Linked DNA regions of Zea mays: region 1 is linked to region 2. The links are chromatin contacts, called in public Hi-C maps. All regions are on one chromosome and are shown on one strand. Each heading gives the region's core, a stretch centred on a gene start, on an enhancer-like site or on the middle of the called end of the contact. The rest is flanking DNA. Distances are from core to core; before and after follow the strand shown.

Region 1 (3,099 bases), core at 330-2,829, 190 kb after region 2:
TGGGCCATCGGATGGGGTCAGCGACCTGCACGGCGGCGACAGTGCCCATGAACCAGCTGATCCTGGACGAGTCCTCCGTCTCGAAGGCCATCTTGAACCTCATCCCGGCGCACCACTGGGTGCGCATGGCCGCGCGGACCGCCCCCGCCTTGACGCAGAACTCCGGCGTGCTCGCCCTCGGGTAGTAGACCACCTCGAACGGCTGCCCGCTCGCCGCGAGGTTGGCGGCCTCGACGACCTCCTCCGGCCGCACCAGCACCCTGACCTTGCCCCTCGCGGCCGCGTCGTCCTCTTCTCCTCTCAGGAACGTGGAGAAGCCGGCGTACCCGTACCCGTACCCGCCGCCGTCTGGCGGCTGGTGGTGCGGGAACTCCGGCCCTCCTCCGATGCCGCCCTTTTTGGCGCGCCGGATGCCGACGCAGAGGTCCCCGTTCCCCGTCCTCATGAACACGATGGAGTCCCCCGCGACGAGCCTCTTCTGGTTCACGAAGGCGCTCCACCCGGTGGTGAGCAGGTGGCGCCGGGGCGTGCCGCGGTAGATGTGGCGGAACTTCCAGACGACGCCGTGCACGTCCTTGGCGAGCACGGTCTGGACGGGCGGGTCGGCGGAGTAGTCCAGCCGCGGGAAGATGGTCTCGGCGCAGTACCGCGGCACGGAGAAGCCCCCGCCGTTGTTGGCGTCGGACTGCGTGAGCGTCTTGGCGAAGGACGCGGGCTTGTCCTCCCGCGCGCCCGGCGCCGCGGCGTCGGCGTGGTCCGGCTCGTTGGGCCGGACGGGGGCGAGGCGGACCCTGGCGAGCACCTCGTCGGTGTCCGGATCGGCCAGGAACCGGACGGCGTCGACGCGGCAGAGGACGAGGGCCGGGACCCGGCCGGCGGGGAGGTCGGCGTGGGCGTGGCCCTGCGCGTGCTCGGCGTGGCCCTGCGGGAAGTAGTACACCCTGGAGTGCACCGGCGGCATCTGGACCATGCCGCCGGCGCAGGCGTGCCACAGCTGCGGGTCCACCAGGCACCTGCCGCTCTCCCTCTCCAGCTCCATGGCCGCCGAGTCCACGAAAGTAATCATCTCCCACTCCCACTTCCCGCGGCCACGCTACCCCGGAGGCGGTTTCGGCGGGAATTGAGCGCGATCTCCACCCACCGGCCACCGCGACAGCCTTTATGGATGAAATTTCACGCCTCCTCCACTAGTACCACGACGAGAAGCCTTTCCGCTGCACAGCCGCCATCACCACCACCACAGTCTCTGCTGAAAAAAGGAAGCAGGGGGAAGCAATGGAGATATTACTTTTTTCTCCGCCTCAGAAAATTTTGCAGGGAGGGAAAGGGAACCCAACCAACCCAGCAGCACGGCAGCGCCACGCCAGCACCACAGCTCCACAAGATTGCGGAATTCATCGGGCCAGTCACTCACCTCTGGCCTCTGGGCTCCTGGCAGACAGGCAGGCAGCAGCAGGCCACCAGCACCTTCAGATCCCTCCAAAGCAGGGGTAACGACGGATTCGGGGGCAAAATCGGCACAGCTCGACGGGCTCGTCTTCCTCCCCACCCCACCCACGGTCACACTCACACACTCTCTCTCACACAGGTGAGCAGACCTCAGCTGACATGGGGGCAGCAAAACAACTAATAAATAGAGAGAGAGAGAGGAAGAGAGAAAGGGCAGTCAAGCAAACAGCTCTGCATCTGAAGGGGATACCTCTGCCTACTCTGCTTAGTGGCTTAATTAATTGTAAATTGCTTATTGTTACTTTTCAGTTGCACACCCAAAGTGCCAGCGCTAGTGCTATTTTCCACAACGACGAGCTGCATCATTGTACTCATTGTCCACTGCTGTCTCATGTCTCTCGTAGCCGTTCTCTCTCTATCTCTCTCGATCGATCGGAATCAGAAGGAAACAATCAGGCAAATCTAAAAAAGTGCTGTTGTTTCCATCGCACATCATACAACAACAGTAATACTTTTTTGCACAGAGTCATGTCGTCCAGCAGATTGCATTGGACAACAACACGGGGCTAAGCAGCGTTTATGCCGCAGCTTTCACGTGGTCACTACAGGGAAGACTTCGGGGGTGTTTGTTACCCCAAACTAAACTTTAGCCCCTATCACATCGAATGTTTGAACCTCCGTTCCGGTTATTAAATGTAGTCGAATTATAAAACTAATTTGTCAACCGAAGATTAAAAGACGAGACGAATCTAATCCAGTTGGTTGGGTCTATATTTCATACTCTTATTTGAAAGTCAAACGCTTGATGTGACCCGGGCTAAACTTTAGCAGGGGCAACCAAACACCTCATCCATGGACCGTGACTCTTCTTCCAAGCTCCCAAGTTCCGTTACAGCGTTTATGCATGCGTGCGGCGAGGCAATTAAGAATGTCTTTTTCTTTTGTTAATTATAATCAGGTGTGACGTGGATAGGACTGGATCAGATGAGGCCTGTGTTTGGTTGGATGTGTATGGAGGGATGGAAGGAGGCGGTCACAGTTTTTATAATGTTTGGATGGAAGTCACGTAGGGCGGATTTGGTGATCAGGGATCCCGAGGTAATCCATAGGGAGAAATCACTTTGCTATTCAAATTTAAATACCAATGGAATTACTTCTCTATGGATCCCCTCGGGATCCTTGACCACCAAATCAGCCCGTAAGGACGAGGTAAATCCCGAAAGGGACGGTGTCACCTCCTCGGTTCATCCCACTTTAACCTCAAATCAAACACATAAAGTCGTGGAGACGTACAACTGGGTTAATTAATGAACCGGCCGGTATATATTTGGGGATTAAGGATTTAAGACGGGATCGATGGATGATCTAGCTGCTGCTGATGCTGCTTATTGACAATGACATGTGTGCCTCTGCCTCCTCTTTCGTACTCGTGCGTGCGGATGGACTAGAGCCGACTCTTCCGACTCCTCATCAATACTTAGGGCCCGTTTGGCACAGCTCCAGCTCCTGATTCTAAGCGAGGATCTGGAGGAGCTGTGCCAAACGGGTATTTTTTAAACTGATTCTTGTGTGGAGCCAAAAGATCGGGAGTCGTTTTTGTGAAGAAAGGTGGGATCTAAAAAAACCTACTCCACCCTTCCTTAAAATAGC
Region 2 (3,294 bases), core at 678-3,177:
AATACTCACCCTTGAGGAAACTTGCTATCCGCCCGTGCTTCAACACGAAGCCACCACAGTAGGACCTTCTTCCCACAGTTCCCCAGTGGCTCAACAGAGGATGGATCATTCAACAGAGTAAGTGGGTTCTCAATCTCCTCTCCATTCTCGCCAACAGCATCAAGATCCTTCACCCAGTCGGGCTTGCCTTCAGCCTCCTTCCACAGCATTCTCGAGTTCAACACAAAGCCAGCCCACTCCAAACCCCTGGGAAGAACAGGGGCCGCCTCACCGACCACGGTGGCTGTCTTCCCAGAGAAGGGCAATGAGTTGAACGTGTGCCATCCAGCCAGATGCCCTGAGGAGTTGCAAGCAGGGCCCTGGACTGGGAGAGGCATATTCTGCTTGTCCTCCTCGCTGAGCCGAAGTTGGTCTGCAGTTCCAGTATGCGCAAGGATTCCAATGGACACAGCACCCATCCACTGGACCTTCTGCACCTCATCGAACAGCTCCATGCTATGAACATTGCTGTCGTCCGCGAAAACAACTACACCATCCATCTTCCTCTCACGGATCACGCTGTGCAAGGAAAACGGTCCTTCATCTCATCAGCCACCTTCTTTTCATTAGATACTACTATACTAGTAGAAGCTATCTGAGGAAGTAGTAGGAAACCATACATACCGTAGGGCGTGGAGGCGCATCCGGTTCTCAGTAGCGTGGCGGTCGGCCCACTCGGTGGGCATGCGGTCAGGGAAGGGGATGTGAACGACAGTGAGGCCAGAGCGCGCAAGCATTGACGCGGTGGCGTTGGTGGTGCCGCCTGCCTCGACGACGATCCAGGTGAGCGGGTACGGCACGTTGCGGAGCGAGTGGAGGAGGCCGGTGAGGTGGAGCGCCTGGAACGCGCGGGAGTAGGTCGGGGTGACGGCGAGCACCTGCCTCGGCTCCTTGACGCCGTACCAGCGGCGCTGCTCCTCCTGCACGCGCTCCATGATCCCGTGCGCCCGCATCACCTCGACGGGGTCCGGGTGCGGCCACGGCCGGATCCGAATCCCGTGCCTCCCGACCACGACGTGGCTCTGCGGGTTCCCAGACGCCGCCGCCTTGTCGGCCTCCGCGGCCGCCTCCAGCGCCGTGCGGTTAGCCGGGCCGGAGGGGGGAGTGTTGGCGGCCGCGAAGGAGAGCGTGAAGGTGTTGGTCGTGGTGGTGGTAGTGGTGGTGGTTGTGGTCGTCGTGGTGGTGGCGCGCAGGACCGCGGCCGAGGAGGAGGAGGATGTGGAGTGGTAGAGCGCGGTGGTGGAGAAGAGCATGAAGAAGAGGAGCCGCGAGAAGCGGAAGCCGAGGAAGAGCGAGATGAGGCAGCAGAGCGCGTGCAGCAGGAACCAGAAGGTGGAGGAGGCGGGCGCTCGCGGCCCAGCCCCGCCGCCGTCGGCCACAGCACCGTCTCCCCCCGCGGCGCCGCCGGCCGACGACCGCACGGCCGCTGCCGACGAGCGCCGCAGCTCGCTCCGCGGCAGCAGCGACTTCATCGTAGCCGCGGCGGTAGCCGGATCTGGTGGGCTCCCTCCGCCGCCGCCCGGCGCGAAACGAATCAATCGATCGCGCTCGTCGGCGGGTAGGGGTGGTTTGGGGTGGGGTAGATAGTTTTTCAGGGGGGGAGAAGGTTGGTGGGGTGTGAAGTGCGGTGCACGAAACAGCGGGTGCGGAGGTGAGGTGAGGTGAGGTGAGGTGAGCTATCAATTGGTGGGCAGAGGGAAAGGAAGGGAAGCGAGGAGGAGAGCGTTGGGTTGGGTTGGTGCCCGACGGGGACGGCGGGGTCGCTGGAGCAAGAAGCCAAAGGCGCAAGCGCGTGCGCGGTGCGGTGCGGAGGTGCGCGAGCCGAGGACTGGGGGATCGGGTTGTGGAGGTGGGGCCGAGATGCCGAACCCGCGGGACGCGGACGGGGTCGGCGGCGCGGCGTGGCGCGGGAGAGGTGGTGGACTGGACTACTGTACTAGACCAGGCCGCGGCTCGGTCGCCGGCGACACTTGTGCGTTCGGTGACGTCGGGTCGCCGTGTCTTGTGTCGTCAGAGATGGCCAAACGAGCCGCTCGGCCCGGTCCGGCCCGAGCCCGGTGAAGCTTGGCCCGCTAGACACGATTAGAAAACCGTGTCGGGCCGTATAAGTCCGCGGACTCAATTTTCTGGCCGAGCCCGGCCCACAGCGGGCCTAAACGGCCCGGACAGTTTAGCACAAAAAAATTGGGCCAAAAAGCGGGCTAAGCGGGCCGAAAAGAGGGCTAAGCGGGCTGATAAGCACGTTTTAGTATAAAAAAACGGGTTTATGGGTAAACGGGCCGTGTCAGGCTAGCCCACCGTGCCTAGTTTCCTGTCCGAGATCGGCCCGCTTATTCGTGCCGGACCGACCCGAGCCCGCATAGAACCGTGTCGTACCGGGCTCGGACCGGGCCCATACAGCGGGCTTCGTGCCGGGCTCGTGGGCCTCGTGCTTATTGGCCATCTATAGTCGTCATTGTGTTATTTATATCTATAAAGTCAATAACTAATATGTAAGCAGTCATTAGCTGTAAGCGTTGAAAGGGAATTAGGCTTACACCTAGTCCCTAATTAATTTTGGTGGTTGAATTGCCCAACACAAATAATTGGACTAACTAGTTTGCTCAAGTGTATAGATTATACAGGTATAAAAGGTTCACACTCAGCCAATAAAAAGATCAAGTTTTGGATTCAACAAAGGAGCAAAGAGTCAACCGAAGGCACCTCTGGTCTGGAGGCACCGGACAGTGTCCGGTGCACCACCGGACAGTGTCCGGTGCACCACCGGACAGTGTCCGGTGCACCAGAGGACTCCAACTCGAACTCGCTACCTTCGGGAATTTCTCAGGCCAGCGCGCTATAATTCACCGGACTGTCCGGTGTACACCGGACAGTGTCCGGTGCGCCAAGGAAGAGCGGCCTCAGGAACTCGCCGGCTTCGGAAATCTCCAACGGCTAGTCCGCTATAATTCACCGGACATGTCCGGTGTGCACCGGACTGTCCGGTGCAACTCCGGAGCAACGGCTATTCGGCGCCAACGGCTACCTGCGACGCATTTATTGCGCGCTCTGCGCGCGCAGAAGACAGGCGCGCCCATACTGGCGCACCGGACAAGGAACAGTGCATGTCCGGTGTGCACCGGACATCCAGGCGGGCCCACGAGTCAGGAGCTCCAACGGTCAGAATCCAACGGTAGTGATGACGTGGCGGGGGCACCGGACATGTCCGGTGTGCACCGGACTGTCCGGTGCGCCATCAAACAGACAGCCTCCCAA

Evidence for each region. A called contact is a pair of places that touch in the nucleus more often than the background predicts.
Region 1: a Hi-C map of leaf mesophyll shows a contact between it and region 2, with 2.6 times the contacts expected there. The contact joins the promoter of LOC100384553 here to the promoter of LOC103629620 in region 2. A contact is called at or near these places in 7 of 25 Hi-C or Micro-C datasets (bundle sheath, ear, endosperm and 3 more).

Annotation. Positions count from the first base shown.
Region 1 is chr6:98,834,197-98,837,295 of Zm-B73-REFERENCE-NAM-5.0, forward strand. It overlaps LOC100384553, which reads right to left and starts at 1,580. Exons shown (of 4, transcript NM_001367254.1): 1 at 1,415-1,580; 2 at 1-1,249. The coding sequence starts at 1,066.
Region 2 is chr6:98,644,247-98,647,540 of Zm-B73-REFERENCE-NAM-5.0, forward strand. LOC103629620 (probable beta-1,4-xylosyltransferase IRX14) reads right to left here and starts at 1,928. Exons shown (of 3, transcript XM_008650703.4): 1 at 664-1,928; 2 at 10-558. The coding sequence starts at 1,511.